Linked DNA regions of Zea mays: region 2 is linked to region 1. Evidence: chromatin contacts called from public Hi-C data. All regions are on one chromosome and are shown on one strand. Each heading gives the region's core, a stretch centred on a gene start, on an enhancer-like site or on the middle of the called end of the contact. The rest is flanking DNA. Distances are from core to core; before and after follow the strand shown.

Region 1 (6,205 bases), core at 1,219-3,718:
GTAGTCCATTGCGCCAATGTGGTTTTAGAAACGACCTAATGCTTACAAGAGCCAAGAATGACATGTCGTGCTTGGTTGTAGCCTCGGCCCGTAGTGCTGGCCCGGCCCGACACGATTATATTTTTTATTTTACAAAAAAAGTATATACATATATACAATTTATATTCAACATTAAAAACATCTGAGCATGATATTCTATTGGTTAGACAGTTTCAACCAGTGTCTCTCGCCTTGCTTCCATTAGGGCATGGGTTCAAACCCCACCTCCTGCACCGTTTTTAACATTTTACACTGATTTAATCAAATGAGCCGACGGGCTAACGAGCTGACCTGGCACAGTCAGCAGGCCGACATGACGTGCCTGGGCCATAGTTGTGGCCCGCGTGCGTCTGGCCCGTGCCGGGCCATCGTTTGACCATCTATAGGCGTGCAACGGATTAATTTGAAATAGCTGTGAGGGGTTATTTGTAAAAAGACTGCACCGTTTTTTAACATTTTACACTGATTTAATCAAATGAGCCGACGGGCTAACGAGCTGACCCGACACAGTCAGCAGGCCGGCATGACGTGCCTGGGCCATAGTTGTGGCCCGCGTGCGTCTGGCCCGTGCCGGGCCACCGTTTGGCCATCTATAGGCGTGCAACGGATTAATTTGAAATAGCTGTGAGGGGTTATTTGTAAAAAGATGACGCAGGACGACCGTTGAAACTGGTGATTTAAGTATAGTATAGACATTTTACGCTGATTTAATCAAATGGGCCGACGGGCTGGCCCGACACAGTCAGCTGGCCGACATGACATGCCTGGACCATAGTTGTGTCCCGCGTGCGTCTGGCCCGTGCCGGGTCGCCGTTTGGCCATATATAGGCGTGCAACAAATTAATTTGAAATATTTGTGAGGGGTTATTTATAAAAAGATGACGCGGGACGACCGTTGAAACTGGTGCTTTAAGTATAGTATAGATGTCCCAACTAATGCGTATATATAAGAAAACCAATCGACGGGTAGGAGCACATGTACAAAATTAAGCATGTACATACAATATAATTATACCCGATGAGTACCCGATATCCGCTCGATACCCGACGGACACATGTACAAAATTTTACCCGCATGTATAGTTACGAGCGAGCATGAGTAATCCCCGCAAGTATGGTTGCGGGCGGGTATTTACTCTACCCGACCCGTTGCCATCCCTAGCCCAAAAAGGCAATTTTGGTGTCCAAGGGCTTAGTTACTAACATTAGAGAATCCAAATAAAGTTAGGCCCCGTTTGTTTCGTTGGAATTGAATTCCGTTTTAATAATTATAATTTAGATAAAACTAATTAAGTTCATATATTTATATATGTAATATATTTGTATATTATCCTAAATCATATGAGAGAGATAGTTATATACTACATTTATGTTATAGTAAAGCAAGTACAAGAGTGTGCTATAAGTTGTGCATTGGAAAAACAACATGTAAATTTATAGAATCAATTTCCATCTCTCACCCCATGAATTTGAGATAAGCTTATATGATAACTTTGGAAAGTGGTGGAATGCCACATTCTAAAAAAATGGCATATTCCATTAGTAAGATTGCAATTCCTCAAAATGAAAGGAAACAAACGGGACCTTAGGGTATTTAAAAGAAATTTATTTTGTTGGTTAGCTACAAGGCTAGAGGAAGACATTGAGTGTTTGATAGTGGACACACTTAACATATGACGATGTTCAATTCAATTAATACATATGGCAAGGATGGGTTTAGGAGCATAACATTTGGTGATAATAACAAATACAATGTCAAATGGCTTGGAAAAGTTACTATATCCAATGACACGAGAATATCTATTGTGTTGTTAGTAGAATCTCTCAACTTCAACCTATTGCCAGTAGCATAATTATGCGATTTTTTATTTCAAGGACATATTTAGGATACGTTTTGTTGGAGGTGATAACCAGAATCCCACCTATAGAATCTACATGGCAAACCAAACATCACAGATTTTTTTACCTTGGATAATGAGCCACAATAGACTATCTACCATTATCAAGCTTCACCTAGATTTCCTTGGATTTTGTGCTTGGTGGTGATTCTCAGAATTTGTGGCAACCAAACGGGGCCCTATCGTTGATGATGTAGAGACCATACAAACGAATGTTTTCACTCTTCAACTATTGCAATTGGTTGTTTTTTTCTTCTTGATAGTTGTCAAGTTAATAGACTTATTCAATTTAGTCTCTAAATTACTAAATACGAAAATTTAAACTCTATTTTAATTTCTTTATTTAATATTATATGGACTAAAATAAAAAAATAAAGAGACTAAAAATTAGACGCGTCATGTCAGACGTGTTATATAACGCCACATCAGCAACGATGGTTTGCGGCTAGCCAGCCTGAATGATGTAGCCGCAGGCGCAATGATGGAGATAAATTGCACGTCAGCCACATCAGCAACGTCCTTTGACTCGTCGTAGGCCGGCAGCGGCAAGCCCGGCTCCTTGTCTTTCCCTCTACGCTAGCCCGGCCTGCATGGACGTCGGCCCATACCAACAAATTGCCAGTTTTAATTGGAATGGGTTACTGACTGACACTTTGAGCCTTCATCACACTTGACAACTTCACCGTTGCCTTGTCCGTTTCATTTCACGCCGCTGGACGACAAATGGCACGTCCATGCGTATGTCACCTAACCACAACAGAAAGCTTACCAGAAGGTTAATCATCCGATCTGAACGTCTCATGTGCTCATGATCAAGTTCTGGCATGTACCTCTGTTACATTGTTTTGTGTTTCAATATATATAAACCACTCTATAAACAATCTAGATCGACCAGCGTGCAATAATAGACGAAGCAGTATTTTCTTCACTAGTTAATCTGAACTACAAATCATTCGGGTGCGTCGGTTATAAACTTCAGAACTTTTAACTCTCTGAATGAATCTGTACCAAATGATGCTAGACAGGAGAAAGAATCTCGACGAACTTGCCATCAGCAACCAAACCAAAGAAAGGGAAAAGTTGTTGAACACTTCAACTCTGTGGTCAGCTGCTCTACACCACTTCCATGCGCCAGCGGCCAGCTATATGAAGAGGCCGTTTCTTTTCACTATCATCAGTGCATAAATGGAAGCCATCGCCTTCCTATCTATATGCACAGCAATGCAGAGCTGCAGGCAGTCATGAGTACACAGATATAAATTCGTGTTTGGGTGTGTGGAATGAGCAGGTGGCCGATCATAAAAACCAACTAAGATTTACTTTTGGTCACTGCAATATTTTCTAAAAACCATCTAGCATGTTTACTCAGTTCTGATGAACCCAAGTTTTTGTGCTTGCCCATATGTTTCAGTGCTTGCTCTTTGTGTGCTATATGTGTTCAGGAACACTTCAAACATGAATTGGCAATTATGAAAGTGCATTTATATTTTTTCCCCAAAAATTACTTTAGCATTGCTAGTTGAGACACATTATCTCCCACAGTGGTAACTGCCCCGCTGAAGATACGTACGTCAAGACATCTAACTAGTTAGCAATTACTAGTTCCTTTTCTTCTCTTAGACCACGAATGGGTTAGCCTTGGAAAGAATTCATGCACTCCTGTAGTTTGTTTCTCAAAATATGATGAAAAAGGTATTTCAAACCAATAGATAATGTTCTTTCCTTTCCATTCTTATTTTTGGGAAGAAACAAATGCACAATCATTAGTTCGCAGCTGCATGGCCCAGGAATACATATATATGGATATGCACCTTGTTGGACACAAAAAAAAATTTTTGCTTGCGGACGGTCCGCCCCTAACACCTGTCTGCGGTCCAGACTGTCCGCTGTAGCGGCACAGACCATCCGCGCGCGCGTAGAATCATTTAGGATTCCGGATTTCTTACGGGATCTGTTAGCTAAACCTGTGGGATTAACTCGGGAACCAATTTGTAACGGGTCCAGACCTCCCTTTATATAGATGAAAGACTATGGCCGATTGAACCTCCATAATCGATCTAATCAAATCTACTTATCTTTTTTATTTTATGCATTAGGAATAGCTCTAGTTTAGTCTCTCTCTACCTCAAATCTTCACCTATTTTCGGCTCTACGTCGACTAGAGACGTCTTGGCTGGCCTGCCGATACCAAGACACACCCTATGATCTCTCCTTCCTGACAGGGTCCCTCCCGGGAGGCGAGATCTAGGTCTGCTGTGAACAAGACGACGCTCTACGCCATCGTGGACCATCTGAGCCCTAGGTGCGGACCGTCCGGATGTACGCAGAGGAGGAGCTGCTCCTGCGCCCAGGTCACAGACCATTTGGCTCCATGCTGCGGACCGTCCGCGCCTCCGCGGAGAGTCCCGTCAGGCGGTCCTTTCTAGTGTTCGGCCCAGATCGGCGCCAACACACTTTTTGACAACTCCGCTGGGGACTAGGTGTCTAGATATACTAAAAATCAGGCCCTCAAATGGCCGGTTCTAAAGATCACATCGATATTTCCCCAGATAATATTCTGAAGCCGACTGTTGAAAGTCTGAGAGCTGAGAGCAACAACAATACGAAGACTACATGCGTCAAGCGAAGGAAACATTCTTGTCACAATACACGGTGGATCGGCACCATAAGGTTGTCAAACATGGAGAGACCGACGTCGCATCTCTTATATCTTCGCTTCAAATCCCCAACGTAAGTAAACCTGACGACATCCAATCTATTAAACATTATGTAGATCAGCAATAGAATCAAATGAAACAATAGATTAGAAGGTTAGAATAATCAACTAGAAAATTAACATGTGCGTTGGAGAAGTATGTTGCTACTAGTTTTCTATCATATAAAACTAGTAATAGGATATCGATGTCTAATACATCGGCAACAAATGGGGATTCCTAACCATTATATGGTACGCCGATGAACTCGTATCCAGGGCAAATACCACCACCACCGTCCCTTGGCAGATCGGCGCCCCTAGACACAGTCGGACTGTTCGAGCTTTTGCCCAGACAATCTGGCCCTTACTCGGATCGTCCATCTTTCCCTGCCAAACAGTCCGGGATGCACCAAGACCACCACGTGGCACCCCAATAGTACCGAACACAACCGAGTAGTTCGAATTTACCACCGGACAGACCGGATACGCATACGCAGAACCTACTGTTGCACACTATGCACCAAATTATTACACACCACAGCAGCAGTACATTCCACCCCCTACATATTTAAACCACAACGCACCATATGATCACAGGCAGATCAACATTATCGATCGGTCACGGTAAGAAGGTCAGCATAGTAATGCCTGACCGAATGAGCCCCACAGCCCAGGGTCCGATGGTTTGCCACCGGGCTCAATAGAGAAAATTAGGGAAGAGATGGCTGAACTATTTTGAGATAGTCTCGGAGTTAGTGTAGCCAGAGTAGGACAATCATATCAAAAGCCATATGATCACCGGTTAGACACTGTCCCATATCCACAAGGGGCAAGGATACCAGAGTTTTCTATGTTTTCTGGTGAAAATGGTAGAAGCACACACGAACATATAGGCCAGTTCCTAGCACACATAGGCGAATTGGCCGATGGGGAAGCCTTTCGTGTTCGTTTATTTTCTTTATCCCTTACTGGTACCGCTTTTGCATGGTACAACACCCTGCCTCCTAATTCCTTTAATTTCTGGAATGATTTAGAGAGCAAATTTCATGAACATTTCTTTTCCGGAGAATATGAATTAGGGTTAGCTGATTTAGCCTCAGTCCGATAGGAACACGAAGAATCGGTTAATGATTATAACTGGAGGTTTCGGGACACTAGAAATCGATGCTTTCGGATCCATGTCGCAGATAAAGAGCTAGTTTAGCTGGCTTTTAATGGCTTGCTATCCTACTTAAGAGACAAATTAGATGGCACTCAGTTCTTTTCAATAGCTCAGCTACATCAGCGGGCTTTGGCCTGTGAAAGCCGTTGTAAACAGACATCAAAATTGGTTGCACGTACTATATATCTAATAGAGTGTGATAGTTCAGATGATTAATCCACAGATGTATATACTGCTAAGCTTGTTTGGCCAACGAAGGCCAAATCTTCTTCATGTTCTTCTTTGCAGCCGGTTCAAAAGAATTGATAAGAAGTTAAATTTACTTTTAATGTTGCCAAATGCGATAAAATATTTGGCGAGCTACTAAAAAATGGCAACATAAAATTAACGCATACTATTCCTCCTCTAGAT
Region 2 (6,205 bases), core at 2,025-4,524, 220 kb after region 1:
CCAAACAAGTGCGGCCGGGACCTAGACCCCCTTGGGTGCGGTCCAAGCCTAGAGCCATGGAAGGCCTAGGAATGATGTGCTAACGCTTATTCCCGGGCCTGCCCCTGTCCAGGTTGAGGTTCGGTGCCAACACGTGGCCAGACGCACCTAGCGTAAGCCACCAGACGATGCCTCATGAAAGCCTCTGATATAGGGCCCGCCAGCATTGAGTGCGGATGGGATGTAGTTTCCTGCGCCAGCAGTGGGTAGCGTATCCCTAGCATTAAATGCACACAGCGCGCCAGACCTGCAACGTGCGGATTTTACTGTTATTCACACATTACCGAGGCAAGGGCAATGACCTTGTGCACCGTTTGGGGTGCCCTTCATTATGACTTCACTGTTGTTCGTGTGTTACCGAGGCATGAAGAAACGGGTGTACGAGACAAGACGACACCCACCTACACACGACAGAGTAGCAGGCTACGCCACAACCTATCGCAAGGGCTGCATGCATACTCTAATTAGACAAAACAAGAGGATAGGATGTTAGGAGCCTGCGTAACGACCAAAAAGGGATACGCGTCAAGGAAGATCTTGTGTTCTCAGCTCTATCTAGTGTTTCCTGTTCCATATTGTAAACTCTCCTAGGCCCACCTGTCAGGGTCTGAAGCTCCCTTGTGTCGTTCCCCCTTGAACTATAAAAGGGAGGGCGCTTCCTCTGTATCAAAGGAAGTCAATTTCACACTCAGATTGACGACTCCCAAGTTCTCAAGCAACACAACTCTCAGTAGATGTAGGTTAGCATGCTCCTCATTTGAGGACTAGGGAGGGTGCAATCTACCACCGGGCTGGAGGATTCGCCCTCCGACAGACTCCATTATGCTCGCCTAGAAGTTGTGTATCATATGTGAATCTACCCCATGCTCGGTGCACACATTATGTTCATCATCAAACACATCTAGTGCAACATGTGTGAGTCTACCTCATGCTTGGTTTAGTCCTAGTGAAGAATATTGTTTGCCAAAGTTTCAAGTAGGATCTGGTCATCCTGGCTGTTCAGGCGCGTGTAACACATATGGTGGACATAGCCTTTAAGTGATTTTATAAAATCAGTCTGGGATTGTTGAGTGCGATAATCTAAGTTTTTCAAGATAGACCCATCGGGCGCATGGCCCGAGGTGATTTTGTAAAAAATGGCTGAGGTTATCAAGTGAAATGGCCTAAGTTTTTAAGACAGAACCACCGCACGCGCGTAGCACGTCCGATAGACGTAGCCCTAATACCTAGGTGATTTTGTAAAATCTATCGGGGGTGTCAAGTGAGATGACCTAAGTTTTTCAAGATATACCCACTAGGTGCACGTAGCATCTAGTGGATGCAGCCCTCAAGCCCTCAGGTGATTTTATAAAATCGTTACGGGGTTGACATGCGTAGTGGTCATTGGTGCACTCTATGGGCCCGAGCTCTTAGCGAGATATTATTCAAAGATTATTTTGGTCGTTAGGTCGGAGGATCACGTTTTGTATGTTGGGGCGGACGCATAATCCTAAGCCTCTGAGAAAGTCCATCGAGTGGTCATTTAGTGGGACGACTTTGTGGTCGGACAAAGTTCAATCATCTAGTCGGCTAGGTGAACTTGGAATGCTGGATTGGACGCAGACCTATCATTTGGTAGTCTGGGCGCACTTGGTGCACTAGAGCAGACACAGACCTACGAGCCCCAAGCGAGTTCATCAAGTTGGTCGGGAGGTCATTGAATGGGGCGACCTTGAGGTCGTTTAGAGTTTGATCATATGGTCGACCGGACGCATTTGACACACTGGAGCTAATGCAGATCCTAAGCCCTCGAGCGAATTCGTTGAGATACCCTTAAGAAGAGTCAACACCAGGGCCGTATCTGGCCTGGCCAGAGGGGCGATCGCCTAGGGCCCAACGATTTTAGGGGCCCAAAAAAGTTTATACATATGTATACTAATATTTTTATTACTACATATCATGTCACATACATAATGTTACATACCATGTCGTGGTTGTGACAAGATGAATTATAAGTATTGTGAGTAACTTTATTAGATAATTTGATGTTAACAACTGATATTCTTCAATTAATCAAAATTTCAGACTATTATCCAAATGTCTGTACGGCTTGGCTACGTGTTCTATCGAGAAGGATATATTGACAAATGTTGATCTAATTATTATCCTTAGGTTGTGTCCAATAAACCATGTATACGGGCGTGCAGAACACTATTTTGTATTGTATGCTCTATTATTTATATAGTGGAGTTTAAAATAGTGAGTGAAATAAGTGGTGAATACGAAGGGTGTAGGCAACCAGAATAATTCAGCTTAAAAAATGCTCTATTTGTTGAGAGAAATTGTGTAATGCTAAATGGAGTGTCAAATTTTTACTAGTTTGACACTTATGTTTATATTTTTCTATTAAAATACCTTTTTAGCGATATAAAACTAGAAAAGTGTATATATATTAAGAGGGGCAGATATCTAGGTTGGTCTAGAGTCTTTTAAAATCATGAATCGGGCTTGATCCACAATAGATGTTTAGGAGCAAGAGAATTAAAGTGGCTAAAATCCTTTTATTCGGTAAAGGATTTTAGCCTCTCAAATCTTAATCTCCTTCTACTAAACAAGTCATTAAACTATAAAAATGGTATTAGTTCATCCATAGGTCTAAACTTTAAAAAAATAGGGAAAAGGGAATAAAATTGTACCCTTCTCCTTGGTTAATGTACAGGAAGGAGGACGGTGCACCAGCCAAGCTGCCTATAGCCCTATACTACCTAGAATCATTTGATTTGACAGCACAAGCACTATCTGTTGGCGGCGACCGGCAGGCTATCCAGGGCAGCAGCGGGGCCGACGGCGGACGAGGAGGCGGGGGGCGGGACGAGCGCGTAGCGCGAGGAGAAGGAGCAGGCGTAGTAGATGCGCGCGTCTTCGGCGTCGGCGGCGTCGCGGCCGAGGTCGAAGTTGCGCGCGTAGCTGAGCGGGTCGTACTGGCGGCACGACGCGCGGTGGCGGCGCGAGGCCGCGGCCGCGCACAGCGCCCGGCTGCCCTGCCGCCGCAGGCGCCGCAGTAGCCGCGCCAGGCCGCAGCACGGCGGGGCCGAGGGTGCCGTGGAGCTGCCTCCTTCCGCCATGCGCCGCCCGCCCGCGCGTCCCGGCGGCTTGCTTGCTTTCCTGGCGCCTGCCTGTGTGGGGGGGAGGGAGGGATCGTGACTCGAGCAAGCTGGAGGAGTGATGACTGATGAGTGCCGGGGACCGGGGTGGACAGTGGAGTGGGGGGGAACCGGGGAATGCGTTCTTGCTGGTGGGTTGGGGCCTGGGGGTGTCCCGTGTCTGTCAACCGTGGTTTATAATTAATTAATAGGGACGTGCACGAGTTATGTGCGTGCCTAGTGATAGAAGGGCACATGAGTGAGTTGTTTGCCTGCAAGGGATTGCTTAAGGGCCCGTTCGTTTAGTTAGGATTGGGACCCCAAATTATTGTACATCTAGCCAATGCTAATACAAACATGAATCTACCATTCCGGCTAGAACGGTTTAACCGTTTCAGAGTAGAGTAAACGAACCGGCCCTGAAGCCAAACGTACGGCGGTGCAGGCAGGCAAGTGACCGGTGACGACAAGGTTTGCCATCAAGCTAGCAGTGGATCCGTCCATGGGCAGCAGCACGCTGACGAGGAGTCACACGAGCGTGCTAATCTGAGGCCCCTCGCCTGCTCCATGGGACCGATCGATGATCCATGGGGCCTTCTCTCACGTCACGTGCTGGCACAGTCCCCTTTTGGGCTTTTGGCGCCTATCTATCTATCTGCATATTCTGCACTGCACTTGATTCCAAAGTCCAAACCAAAACATGTGCGCAGCGTCGCGGTAAAAGCCAAATCTGGGCAACCGACCGTAGCGTATATGCCTCGTCTCAAGAACCTCACGAGTTACAATGCAATAATGCATGCCTCATGGAGTCGTCAGTCAGGCGCTGCAGTTTGGCATCGTTTCTTAGCATATTATTGGCTGCGGCTTTAATCCAGCTATGGCTTTTATTTTTATAGATTGCAGCTGCAGCAGTTTGAACAGCTACAGTAGTTACAGAGCAATCAAACAATGAAGTGCAGACTCAGGACTAGTGATAGATAACAATGACCAAATTACCCTTGGGAGGGAATCTGAAATCTGGCAAGACTGTCTATCAGCGTTCATAAACTAGCTACCATCAACAGAAACGGCGTCATCGTGAGAACGATAAGCAGATGGTATTCTGGTATAGAACTGTAGAGATGGAGAAAGGCGGTGTCCTACTACCTTCTCTTTTCACTTCACTATTGCTACTGCCAGTCACTGATCTGATTATTTGCTTTGGTATATAGGCACCCAGGGGCTCTGTAATGTAAAGAGAGCCCTATATATGGCGGGCAATAAAGCACGCCCTCAGCGGCGGCCACTCAATCAGATCATCGCTTCAGGCAGCAGCCTGACAGGCCAGTCTCATCCGATTTCCTATCAGCTGACGTAGAGCCGTGTAGGCAGGCACACACAGACACAGCGCACAACTGCATTGTGGAGGGAGGCGGGAGCACACTGGAGATGCTTTTGATCCTGATAGATTAAAGAGAAAATTCCCTCTATGCCATTAGAAATTATACTAATTCTTTATGTGACACTGGAAATGGTAGCATTCCCTCTATGCCATCGGTTTTAGATTTTGATTCCCTTGATGCCATCGCCGCCCATTCACTGATCGACGTCGTTACTTATGCAAATGGGACACATTTATCATTCAGTGTCTTCTACGTCCCTTCTCTGTCTCTGTTCATTCATGGACTGCCTCCTGCCGTCCTCGCCGCACACGCCCAGTGCCGCTTGCCTCGTGCCCCTGTCGCCCAGCGTCGGCCTAGCGGCTGCCGCCCGTGGGGTCGGCAGCTGGCCATGCGCCACCTAGACTAGCGCAAGGGGTCCCTAGCGCCCGGCTGCACACGGGAGAGGCAAGCCTGCGCAACATGAACAGCAACGCCGGTCGTGGTGAGGTGCAAGCGGGCCACCGCACACGCGAAGGGCACACTGGTCGCACGTGGCGTAGGCGGAGGGCGTGTCGTGCGAGGCGGAGCGGACGCGTGAGAAGGGTGAGCCGGCCGCGACGCTGTGGAACAAATGCCATGGCCGCGGCGGGGGCGCGCCGACGTTTGCTACTGCTCCTGCCTGAGCCAGCGCGCGCCAGGGTAGCGACGGCTGCAACAACGCTAGTCGTGGGTAGTGCTACAACCGTAACACGCTCCCACGGGAAAGCGAAGAGGCGGCGCGGGAGGACGTGTCAGATCGGTTGCGCGGGCTAGCAGCGTGGAAGGACACGCCGACGCGGCCGAGCTGGCGCAGAACACTAGCAGCGTGGAAGGACGTTCTTGCGAGGCTGGCTGGTGTGGCTGTGCGGCAGCGAGGACCACACGGAGCAGTGGTTTGGGAGGGATGGAAGGGAGGAGTGTGCACGGGAGGGTTAATGCTATGTGGGTCCAAGTGCATAAGTAACGGCGTCAATTAGTGAATGGACAGCGATGGCATAGAGGAAAAAAAGTCTAAAACTGATGGCATAGAGGGAATGCTATAATTTCCAATGACACATAAGGAATTGGTATAATTTCTAATGGCATAGAGGGAATTTTCTCTAGATTAAAGCCATACGACGTTTCAAGGAGACGATGGCGCAGGCCAACCTGCCCTTCCAAAACGTGTGCGCCGCCTCTTGCCCTCTTCTGCAGCTACTACCGAATAAGAAAGAACTCAAAATTCTCTACCGAATAAGAAAAAGCTCGTTAGTGGAAGTTGAGCTTCGTAATATGGAACAATGAAAAAAAAAAGATGCTGCATAGTCATCGATATTATTTAAATATAGAAATACAGCTGAAATATGGGACATTTTTTTGAAACCCACGTTTAAACCGGACCATGCAGAGGCCGGTGCAGAGATTTTCCTTCGTGGCGGACGGGGTGCTGCTGCGCTTTTGGAATGGCACACATTTCGACGCCAGTGCAGCCCGTCGCAGAATGCGCCGGAGCCCGGACGGAGGTTCCTAGGCCCCTTTTCGGCCCATTCCCGAAGCCGCACGCACGGCTCTGATTGGGCTCTCTCTCTTTGCTGGCGAAAATTAGCTTGCTGCCATTGTCGATGAAGACGATCCAGTCGATGGTTCTATAGTTTCGAGAGTTGA

The links. Hi-C and Micro-C count contacts between places; a contact is called where the count stands out from the background.
Region 2: a Hi-C map of tassel shows a contact between it and region 1, with 3 times the contacts expected there. The contact joins the promoter of LOC100279142 here to the enhancer-like site in region 1. A contact is called at or near these places in 2 of 25 Hi-C or Micro-C datasets (ear and tassel).

Annotation. Positions count from the first base shown.
Region 1 is chr5:87,038,598-87,044,802 of Zm-B73-REFERENCE-NAM-5.0, forward strand. No RefSeq gene overlaps it. Among protein-coding and RNA genes, the nearest start is that of LOC100281976, 91 kb to the left of the region's middle. Within about 2 kb of position 2,469, at least 16 of the 20 cell types and tissues checked have an H3K27ac peak or open chromatin away from gene starts, as enhancers often do. A contact at or near this core is called in ear and tassel, where this site is marked.
Region 2 is chr5:87,256,064-87,262,268 of Zm-B73-REFERENCE-NAM-5.0, forward strand. LOC100279142 reads right to left here and starts at 3,275. Exons shown (of 1, transcript NM_001152178.1): 1 at 2,664-3,275. The coding sequence starts at 3,143. The coding sequence ends at 2,814.